Linked DNA regions of Oryctolagus cuniculus: region 2 is linked to region 1. Evidence: chromatin contacts called from public Hi-C data. All regions are on one chromosome and are shown on one strand. The core of a region is the stretch at or near the end of the contact, and the rest is flanking DNA. Distances in the headings are between cores, read along the strand shown. Region 1 holds the start of LOC100340047 (olfactory receptor 10Q1). Region 2 overlaps CTNND1 (catenin delta 1).

Region 1 (5,821 bases), core at 554-3,053:
CAAAAAATTAGAAAAATAGACTTGCCATATGATCTAGCAATTCCACTACTAGGTATGGGGCCAAAAGACAAAATCATTGTATAAAATAGATACCTTCTCTACCATTTTTATGGTGGAACACTACACACTATAGACAAAATATGGAATCTACCAAGGTGTCCATCATCAGATGAATGGATAAAGCACACATGCCCACGCATACATACATACACAATAACACAATGGAATATTCTTTACTATAAAGAAGAATGAAATTCTAACATTTGTAGCAAAATGGTTGGAACTACAGGACATCATGTTGAGTGAAATAAGCCAGACAATGAAAGACAAACACCATATCTTCTCTTGTATATGTGGAGCTAAACTTTAAAAGAGAAAGAAATGCCAGTGTGTATCAGTTTTGCTGCAAATACAGTATTTTGTCAAGCTCTGTTTAAAATATTTGTCAAAAAAATTGATAGGAATTACATACTACTAAAGTTTTAATGATCTTATTAATGTTTTAAAATTTACTCTTTATGAGTGAAGCTGAATATATTTTCATTTGATTATTCTTTATAACCCCTACATAGTTTTCAACTGGACTGTAGTCTTTTTACTTTTTATTTTTGAACACTTTATTATTGGTGTCATTAAGACTCTGAGTAAATATGTAAACTAAAAAATATATTGTCTCAAAAAATAATTTGAGGTAAATGACTAGGATTGTGGATAAGGAATGAATATACCAAAAAAAAAAATGTCAAATGTATACACTCAAAGGCAAGCACATGTTATAATTCCATTTGTTCTTTACAGCTCTTGACATACCACCGACAAACATTGAACCTCTCCACCAAGTCGTCAGTCGGTGCCAGAGGCCGCTTTACTGACGATGGCTTTCTTCAGAGCACCTTTGACATCCTTGTTCCTGAGCGTGTAGATCAAAGGGTTGAGTAAGGGGGTGATAAAGGTGTAGACGAGCGCGATTTTGCGGTCCTCGTCCTCCGAGGTGCTGGACCGGGGACGCAGGTAGACCAGGCTGCAGCAGCCGTACTGAAGCAGGACCACCGTGAGGTGCGAGGAGCAGGTGGAGAAAGCCCTGCTGCGGCCCTGGGCAGAGCGGATGCGGAGGATGGCGCGGGTGATGAACACGTAGGAGACACAGATGAGCAGGAAGGGCACCGTCAGCACGAGGATGCCCACGAAGTAGAGAACGGCCTGGTGCACGTGGGTGTCAGCGCACGCCAGGCGCAGGACTGGAGGCACATCGCAGAGGAAGTGGTTGATCTCCCGGCGGTGCCCACAGAAGGGCAGGGTGAAGATTAAGGCGGTGAGCTGCAGGGAGAGCGTGAGGGCCAGGATCGTGGAGCCCACCACCATCTGAATGCACAGCTTCTGGGTCATGATGAAGGTGTAGTGCAGTGGGTGGCAGATGGCCACGTAGCGGTCATAGGCCATGACTGCCAGGAGGAAACAGTCAATGCTGCCCAGGGTGACAAAGAAGAACATTTGGGCCCCACAACCAGCCAACGAAATGGGCTTCTGGGCTCCAAAAATGTTGGAAAGCATCAGGGGCACCACAACAGTGGTGTAGCAGATTTCCAGGAGAGACAGGTTGCACAGGAAGAAGTACATGGGGGTGTGGAGGGAGCTGTGTGTGCACACCACAGAGATGATGGCTGTGTTGCCACAGAGGATCATCAGGTAGAGGAGGAGGAAGAGGAGGAAGAGAAGGACCTGGAATTCTGGGACAGCTGTGAACAGGCGGAAAACAAACTCAGTAGGACCGGTTTGGTTGAAAACTTGTTTCCAACCCAACATGTTCTCTGTAAAAGAATAGGAACAGTTAACGCTGAGTGACTGAGTTGCTTGAGAAAAAGAGAGATTTTTAAATTTGATTTAGAGCCACCTATTGATATCCTGTTTCCATCCACAGTGCCTGAATTCACAATGGAAACCCTTTTGTAATTTTGCTTAGAAATCCTTACATATGGGATAAATACTCACCTGAAGTTACTGGCGACAAGACCTGTATAGTCCCTGGTGAAATGTCTGCAGATATTACTCTAATCCCATTGGTAAGATGTAAACTTTTCTTGTATTCAGTTAAACTAAAGTGATACATAGTTGTGGATAATTTTATAACAGGTGACTGGATATGCTCTTCTCGTTTTTTGTTGACGTTCTTTTCAATATATAGCCCACATGCAGAGAAATTCATGAATCAGAAATGTGCAGCTTGATTTCTTTTTTGCACATTAATTATACAAGTATGACCACTATCATCATATGAGAAAAAAAATGCTAGTAATCTACAAGCATCCTTCATGCTTCTTTTAAATTTTAATCCCTCACTATTTTTTTTTTTGACAGGCAGAGTGGACAGTGAGAGAGAGACAGAGAGAAAGGTCTTCCTTTTTCCGTTGGTTCACCCCCCAACGGCCGCTGCAGCCAGCGCACCGCGCTGATCTGAAGCCAGGAGCCAGGTGCTTCTCCTGGTCTTCCATGCGGGTGCAGGGCCCAAGCACTTGGGCCATCCTCCACTGCCTTCCCAGGCCACAGCAGAGAGCTGGACTGGAAGAGGAGCAACCGGGACAGAATCCCGCGCCCTGACTGGGACTAGAACCCGGTGTGCCACAGGCGGAGGATTAGCCTATTGAGCCACAGCACTGGCCAATCCCTCACTAATTTAACACAACCATTCTTTTACCACTGAAATTAGTAGCCTGTTTGAACTTAGAAATGTAAAGATAAATGTTGTAACTGGCTTCAACACCATGTCTGCAATGGTTGTGCCTATAATTCTGTGTAGCAAAGCTCAGTACTCTCCATTTTTCAAATAGTATTCAATTTATAGTTATACTATGAGTTCTCTTTACATTCAATTGTTTTGACTGCATATAAAACTAGGCACATGAATTTTTATCCAGTCTATTCCTTTAGCATATCAGAACCTTCAAAAGTTTCATGGAAAAATGGAATTAAAAGATAGTGTTTATTTCTGTGAACATTTTGAAAACCCCTGGTACTGTTTATATATTTTATCTCAAATCATTTCTGAAACTTTCCAATCATGAACCTAAACTTTTGGACTCTAAAGAAAGTTCCAAAAGAACAGGGACTGAATCAAATTAGAATAAATGAAAACACAGTTTTCTGAAATAAGAAAAAACACCAAGGAAATGGAAAACACAATAGCAAAATGGAATTTTACATTAGAACAATCAGAAGAAAAGGCATTTTTGTAAGCATCTGGGAAGGAATAAAATATCTATGCATATAAATACCTTGTAGTTTGGAATACAACTTAATTTCAACTCAAAAATGCAGGAGGAAGGAACAATTTAACAGAAATTTAACATAAACAAATTGAGAGTTCTATTCTCCAGCCTTAGTGACTTCTATTCAAAAGCAACTTGTTACTTCAGATTCATAAAAGGCTAGGAAATATATCATTCTAAACATGTTTAACACAACCCCTGATAAATGACCTGGTTGCAGTGGGTTAGTATAGGCATCCTAACTGGATTGCCAATTCGAGTGCCAGCTGCTCTGCTTCCTACCCACCTGCCTGATAATGTGCCTGGGAAAGCAGCAGTAAACAGCCTGGCCTAAGTGCTTAGGTCCCTTCCACCCACATGGAAGACCCAGACAGAGTTCTTGGCTCTTGGCTTCATCTGGCCTTGCATCTGATGTTTGGGGGAATGAACAGTGAATGGAAGGGGTAATGGATATGACAATTACCCTGATTTGGTCATAATATCTTCTACATATGTATTGAAATGCAACACTTTACCCCATCAATATGTAAGATATGGAAAACTAAAAACTAAAAATAATAGAAAAAAGCTAACGCAAAAAGTAGAATGATCAGCAAAAATAGTTTGGTTTCTTCTTTTTTAATCTATGGTACCCGTTAGAAAATATTTGATTTTGTTTATAGTCCTTGCCTATTTTCTTCATAGACTATGGTCTTTTTACTTTTATGTCTTATTTGTTGAATTATTTATTTGGTAGAGCCATAAGCTTTTGACTATAATGTAAATTAGAATATGTTCTCTCAAAATGATCAGTAAAATATTGTTAAAAGAAGAAAATGTCCTTCTCAAAACAAGCGAAAAAAATGAATACACAAACAATGAATAAAGTATCGGTGGATAAATAACAATTTGGGCTATTTGACAAAAACGTCTAAGGTCTATACCTATGTATCAGTGGACAAACACAATGTTTTAGTTTAATTGATTCTGAAGCAATGAACAAATCACAGATAATCCTATCAAATTCTCTAGAAGAACAAACAAATGAAATGACAAAAATATCTTTTGTAAAAGAGTACCACAGTGGAGTGGCACTTATATCAGAAGACCTTAAAAGATATTGCAAATAATTATGAAATATACATATGGTAAATCAAAAATTTTATTTGTAGGGCATGAGAGAGACATCACAGAAGACCAGAATCATTCACCATTGCTAATTACTCTGTTAGATTTGTTGTGTCACACAGCATTCCTTGCACCTTGTATTTATCAATGGCCTTCTGTAAAAGGGCTCTTAGACTTGTCTTATAGACAAGGGAATTGAGGCACACAGCGGGTAAGCAACTTTGTGAAGATCACACAGATAGTGACTGTTAGAATGTGAATCTAAACCTGTGCAGATGGATTCCAGGGTCCTTTGTCTTACATTGTCTCTACGATCTATGTCTATTGGTCTCATTATCTATAAAATGGAACTAAAATACAAGTACATCCCAAGTTGTTGTAAAAATTCAATGAGTTGTACCTGAAAATCCTTAAAATAATCCTTATATAATGTTAACTGTGGTCACCTTCTCAAATTAGTCAGGAAGGATTTTCTTCCTAATATATCTTGAAGACAATGGGACAATCACTTCTCAAGCTAACATCCTAATGATATACATGAAAATTTATTTCTGATGGACTTAGGATTCAAATTATTTTTTTGAAGAAAATAAGAAGAGAGTGTTAAGATGAACATTTTTCAGAATATTCACAGCCAAATGAGCAAATGCAGAGCCAATAAAAATATTGATATTCTAACCAAATACAAATTTATCTGTGCGACAGAAACACACTAAAGAAATCGAATAGTGAATAAGCTTTTGTAACTCAGCAAAAGTACCCACAAAAAAAGCCCTATCAAATGTATCATTAGAAAAACAAGAAATGGAAATTCAAAAAGAAAAATGCCAAAGGAAGCAAATACATAAACCTAATTTCATTAATGTTCAAACAAATACAAAATTAAATAAAATGAGATAATAAGAGATACTACTTTCTGTTTCAGACTAATAGTAAAGATAGGGAGATAATTCATGGAATTGTTAAAATGTTAAGGAGATATTTATCCCCAAATATGTATGCCAGAGAAAGTATAAATTGCTATAAAAATTTCTGGCATGCAGTTTGGTAATTTGTAATGAGATATGTTACTTAGACTGGAAAGTTAAGAAATAATTACATGTATTCTGGTAACAGAACATGCCTAAATGTGTAAACTGAGTATTGGTGAGTTGGTGTGAATGTCGATCTTTTGGTTTCGACTTATGAGTTTCTGTACAACGAACGTACACAATTTTGCAATCATATCATTATTTTAAAATCTTCATCACTTTTTATTTCATACCTGATACCAGAAAAGCGCTCAAAATTGTGGGGAAGAATGGAGGGTTGAGTGTCAATGACATGAATTTTGAGGTCAGTTACAACTGCATTGAGAGCCTGGTTCCCACAGTTGCTAATTTAATTTTCACACTGACCATATTACTTGACATTATTAGGTCCCCTAAAGTGTGAATGGGGTTGGGAATATG
Region 2 (5,560 bases), core at 793-3,292, 390 kb before region 1:
TGTGTTTGTCCCTGCTCTCAGTTACATTAATAAATGCAACAAAAGGAATACAATATTAGGAGGATGGGGTATAGATAAGGAAGGAAGTACTTTATTTTGTCTGTCAGTGCCTTTCTTTCCTTACTTTTTTTTTTTAATTTTTTTTTTTTTTGACAGGCAGAGTGGACAGTGAGAGAGAGAGAAAGGTTTCTTACTTTTTGAGGCTAAATTCAAATGCCTTTGTTTTGTCTATGTTTTCCTGATTTCTTCTTTCTATATCCTATAAATGTAATGCAATCTTTTCGTCTTTGGAATAGAATATATCTCTGTGCTCCATCCCGTTTGCACATCCAGTCAAGAAGTATCAATTCCTGTTGTTTGTATATGTTTTAACCTCCACCCTACCTACAGGGTTATTAAAGTTGAGTGTTGGGACCTGTTAACCAACTTTCTGTCAACTGCAATGCCTTGCTTCTAATAGGTGTTGACTGTGTCAGTAAATAGAAAAGGTATTGAGGAAGCTTAGAGATGTTGAGGGCATCTTAAGAGAGGATCTGGATTTGGGTTGTCTTGAATATTCTCTTGAATTCCCCTCAGGAATGTAAGCTCAGAGAGGAGTGAAGCTCGCCGGAAACTTCGGGAATGTGATGGCTTAGTTGATGCCCTCGTTTTCATTGTTCAGGCTGAGATTGGACAGAAGGATTCAGACAGCAAGGTAAGTTGATAGCTGAGTGAGTTCTGTTTATACTGGAACCTTGAAGTAACTGTAGTGCAGACCTGTCATCTAAAGTTTTTAGGTAATGGTAAATATCTATACCAGTCTCTTCTCTCTAAAGTGGGCATTCAACTTAGAAGAAGACAGTTTTTCTCTTTTATCCTTTCTTTCCAAGATTTATTTGGTTTATTTATTTGAAAGGCAGAGTTAGAGAGGAGAAACAGAGATCTTCCATCTGCTGGATCACTTTCCAGATAGCCACAACAGCCCAGGCTGGGCCAGGCCGAAGCCAGGAGCTTCTTCTGGGTCTCCCATATGCCAGCATTGTGGCAAAGTGAGTAAATCCGCCACCTGTTATGACAGCATGCCATATGGGTGCTGGTTCGGAAGTGGCTGCTCAACTTCCAATCCAGATCCCTGCCAATGCACCTGGAAAAGTAGTGGAAGATGGCCCAAGTGCTTGGGCCCCTGCACCTATCTGGGAGACCTGGAAGAAGCTCCTGGCTCTTGGTTTTGGTCTGGCTCAGGCCTGGCTGTTGCAGCCATTTGGAGTGAACCAACGGTTGGAAGATCTCTCTAACTTTCTCAAATAAATAAAATCAATCTTTAAGGAAAAAGAGAGAGAGTAAGGGAATGGGGGGAGGGGAGGAGAGGGGAAAGAAGGGGAAGGGGAAGGGAAAAGGAGAGGAAGAAAAGGAAGGAAGAAAGAAAGAAAACTGCCTTAGGGCCAGCCTTGGGGTGCAGTGGGTTAAGCCACAAACATCCCATATGGGAGCCGGTTCGATAACCAGCTGCTCCACTTCCAATCCAGCTCTCTGCTATGGCCTGGGAAAGCAGAAGATGGCCCAAGTCCTTGGGCCCTTGTGCCCATGTGGGAGACCAGGAAGAAGCTCCTGGCTCCTGGCTTCAGATAGGCTCAGCTCCGGCCGTTGTAGCCAACTGGGGAGTGAACCAGTTGGATAGAAGACCTCTCTCTCTCTGTCTCTCCTCTCTCTGTGTAACTCTGCCTTTCAAATAAATAAATAAATCTTTAAAAAGAAAAAATAAAAATGGTACACCAAATAGTGGCAGAAGCCAATGGATGGACTTTCCGTTAGCCTGAAGCTACAGGCTCATGGAAGCCTGTAATTAAGAAGCCTGAGGCTTATGAGGTGACGGATTGGGCTGTGCTTTTGAAGACTGATATTTTAACAGTCATGTTATGGAAAATATATTTGGTGGAAAATCACGATAGGCACCGTCTTCTCTCATTGAGCCTTTTGTCTTGTGTCCCTAAGCTTGTGGAGAATTGTGTTTGCCTGCTTCGGAACTTATCATATCAAGTTCACCGGGAGATCCCACAGGCAGAGCGTTACCAAGAGGCGCCTCCCAGTGTTGCCAACAATACTGGGCCACATGCTGCCAGTTGCTTTGGGGCCAAGAAGGGCAAAGGTGAGTTGTAGTTTCTTGTTCCTTGCTCGTCAGTGTGGGACAAGGAAAAGTAAGGAACACTTTTAGGTTTAAATACAAAAGACTTGCCAAGCAGTGTGGGAGTCTACTGGTCAAGGGTGTCTTTGCTGTGGTGCTGCTTCCCTTGTGTTGTGTACATCATTCATTTGGTGGTGGTGGTGGTGGTGGTGGTGGTGGTGGTGGTGGTCGTGGTGGTATAGGTAGCAATGACTGGGTAAAGAAGGATGAGAACTCAAGTAATCTGGGACCTTCTCTCCCATCCCCCTTTGTGTTCACTGTGTTTTCTTTTCTTCTGTGCTTTCCTGCTTGTTTGCTCACGATTCTATTGACATCTTTCTCCTGCTTTCTACTTTCATTTCTTTCTGCTTTCCATCTTGGGCGGCGCACTGGAAGATGAGTGGTTCTCCAGAGGTGAGTGGAATCTTTTAAGGCGCTTGTCTATTTCTAATTTGCATGTTTTGGTTTTAGCCTTCCCTAGTATTTCCTGCCTAACCCTTCCTTCCCTGTGGATGCATGTAGGAAAATTCGTTGAGGAAGATCTTAGCTATTCAGAGCTGATGGGTCATGGCATGCTATTTCTGGGCAGCAGTCCCTGTTACTGGAACTCAGGCAATAGCAACAGTGGCTGTCCTTGTCTTGTCTGCTGCCTGTTTTCTGTCCTTGTTTCTGTGTAGCCCCCTGCTGGGACAAGCTGGACTCTGCCCTCCCTTCTTGTCCCTCTTGATGCATTTCTGATCCAGAGATTCTGACTGAAGAATGAAAAATTTGCCTGATGGAGTCTTCCTTTCTTAAGCTTCTTTACTCCTGTTCCTCCTCTTTTTCATTTCTGTAGGGAAGAAACCCACAGAGGATCCAGTAAATGATACAGTGGATTTCCCTAAAAGAACTAGTCCTGCTCGAGGTAAGTTGTCTTTTTCCTCTCAGTCTCTCAAAGTCTCATAAACATAGTCCACACACATATGGCACTGGTAGCCTAACAGCAGACTTTATGCAATGTGTTTACTGTTCTCTCTTCTTTACTCAAGGATTAGAAGTGGTGGTGAAAGCATTAGGAAGCTATAGTATTAGGGCAGTAACTACAAAGGAATGCTTGTTGAGGCAATTACTCAGATTACTTCAGGATATTATAAGGCCCTAATGAGTACCCTTTGTGGCCACTGCAGTTCCTGGGACTTACTCCTTACTGTTAAAAGAAGCTTCTTGAGCACAATCTGTATCTTTATGTTCATCAGTACAATGAGTCCAAAGTTCACAGGGTATAAAATTTCATGATTATGGAGCTTTTAAATGTTGTTATGTCTGCCATGGACCCTTTTACTTAATAATAGTAAAGCTGGGGAGAATGACTAGGCTAAGTTAAGAATAATTCATGTGAGATGATCAATCTTTTGAGTGCTGTCAATGAGCTAAATGAATTCCCTGCAGACTCGTGGTAGAACCAGGGCCAGGGTAAGCAGTGGGAGAGAAGGAGAAAGAGGAGTTGAATGTGATGTTTGATTTTCTGTTCTGCTGTTACCATGGATTAATTATTCTTTTTTTAAAGATTTATTTATTTAGTTGAAAGTCAGAATTACAAAGAGAGGAGAGGCAGAGAGAGAGAGAGAGAGAGAGAGGGGTCTTCCATCCGCTGGTTCAGTCCCCAATTGGCCGCAGTGGCTGGAACCGAGCTGATCCGAAGCCAGGAGCTTCTTCCAGGCCTTCCACGTGGGTACAGGGGCCCAAAGACTTGGGCTATCTTCTACTGCTTTCCCAGGCCATAGCAGAGAGCTGGATTGGAAATGGAGCAGCCGGGACTCAAACTGGCGCCTATATGGGATGCCAACACTGCAGGCGGTGGTTTTACCTGCTGCACCACAGTGCCAGCCCCAGATTAATTATTCTTAAGGCATGGTGAGGCCAGCATTGTGGTGTAGTAAGTAAAGCTACTGCCGCAGTGCCGGTATCCCATATGGGTGCTGGTTTGTGTCCTGGCTGTTCTACTTCCAATCCAGCTCCCTGCTAATGATCTGGGAAGAGCAGTGGAAGATGGCCTGAGTACCTGGGCCCCTGCTACCCACGTGGGAGATCTGGAGGAAGCTCATGGCTCCTGGCATCGGCTTGGCCATTGCTGCCCTCAGGGGAGTGAACCAATGAATGGAAGATCTCTTTATCTCTGTAACTCTTTCAAATAAATAAATAAATCTTAAAAAAAAAGAAGGAGGAGACATGATATTGTGACTGAGCATACTGTTGAGTGGCTGGGACAGTTTAGGGGGCAGATTGGTTAAGGAACATAAATCCATCAATCCAGAGTACTAAGGTCAGACTCCAGCCGTTCTGTTGTCCGGTGTTGATTAGCATCCTCTGCCTTCTTGCCCTTTCTTGTGCAGGCTATGAACTCTTATTTCAGCCAGAGGTGGTTCGGATATATATCTCCCTCCTCAAGGAAAGCAAGACTCCTGCCATTTTAGAAGCCTCAGCTGGAGCTATCCAGAACTTGTGTGCTGGGCGCTGGACGGTAAGAACCTATTAGAAAATGGATTTGAATAGGGAGAACTTAGATAACTAGCTTGCCGCCATTTTTGTAATCTGTTCTGCCTCTTTCTGCCATTTCTAGTATGGTCGATACATCCGCTCTGCCCTGCGTCAAGAAAAGGCTCTTTCTGCCATAGCTGACCTCCTGACCAGTGAACACGAGCGTGTAGTGAAAGCTGCATCTGGAGCACTGAGGAATCTGGCTGTGGATGCCCGCAACAAAGAATTGATTGGTGAGGAATTGAAAGCTGACTGTGATTTCAGCATCTAGTATATACTTGTCTTCTAGCAGGTGCTCATAATTTCTTTAATGAAATGACATAAGTGAGGGACTCTAGCTGTCCATGGTTTGTGAATCCAAGGGTGAGAGTTGAAGTTGACTACTTCTTGGAAGGACAGGAAGTGATGGCTACAAAAACAGAATGATAATTGGTAGCATTTTTTTGAGCCCTTGTTTTGGTACTGTGCATTGTTAAGCATGTGTGTCTGTTTTTCACTTAATTCCCACCACTTTGCAAAGGCCAATTTTTTAAAATATAAAAGTATTTCAGGGGAAATAGGTATTATGAAAAACCTGCATGGATTACAAAATTGTTTGGCACCAGAATAAACTTATCTTTTAATTCTGTTTTCCCACAAACTTTTTGAAGTACTGTTGTGTATCAGATAAGGAAACTGAGGGTCATGGAAACCAAGTAATTTGTCCAGGGTTTATAGTATGTAACAAATTAGAGGCATAGCCCAGATTACCTATTTTTTAAAAATTCATGACTCTGTGCCACTGAATTATTGTAGTAATTAGCATTCTGCTTTTGTTAGGAGTATCTGAAAGGACTGGGTGTAGTATATTTGCTATACAGTGTAAACATTGCTTCAGTGTGGTTGAAGAAGGGGAGTTTAAAG

What was found. A called contact is a pair of places that touch in the nucleus more often than the background predicts.
Region 2: a contact with region 1 is called in a Hi-C map of embryonic fibroblasts, with 4 times the contacts expected there. The contact joins the enhancer-like site here to the promoter of LOC100340047 in region 1. A contact is called at or near these places in 2 of 6 Hi-C or Micro-C datasets (embryonic fibroblasts and skin fibroblasts).

Annotation. Positions count from the first base shown.
Region 1 is chr1:13,976,491-13,982,311 of mOryCun1.1, reverse strand. It overlaps LOC100340047 (olfactory receptor 10Q1), which reads right to left and starts at 1,803. Exons shown (of 1, transcript XM_002708974.3): 1 at 844-1,803. The coding sequence starts at 1,803. The coding sequence ends at 844.
Region 2 is chr1:14,363,258-14,368,817 of mOryCun1.1, reverse strand. It overlaps CTNND1 (catenin delta 1), which reads left to right. Exons shown (of 18, transcript XM_070070069.1): 8 at 577-694; 9 at 1,972-2,125; 10 at 2,976-3,044; 11 at 4,513-4,640; 12 at 4,740-4,890. Among named protein-coding and RNA genes, the nearest start is that of CTNND1, 47 kb to the left of the region's middle. Within about 2 kb of position 2,042, at least 1 of the 8 cell types and tissues checked has an H3K27ac peak or open chromatin away from gene starts, as enhancers often do.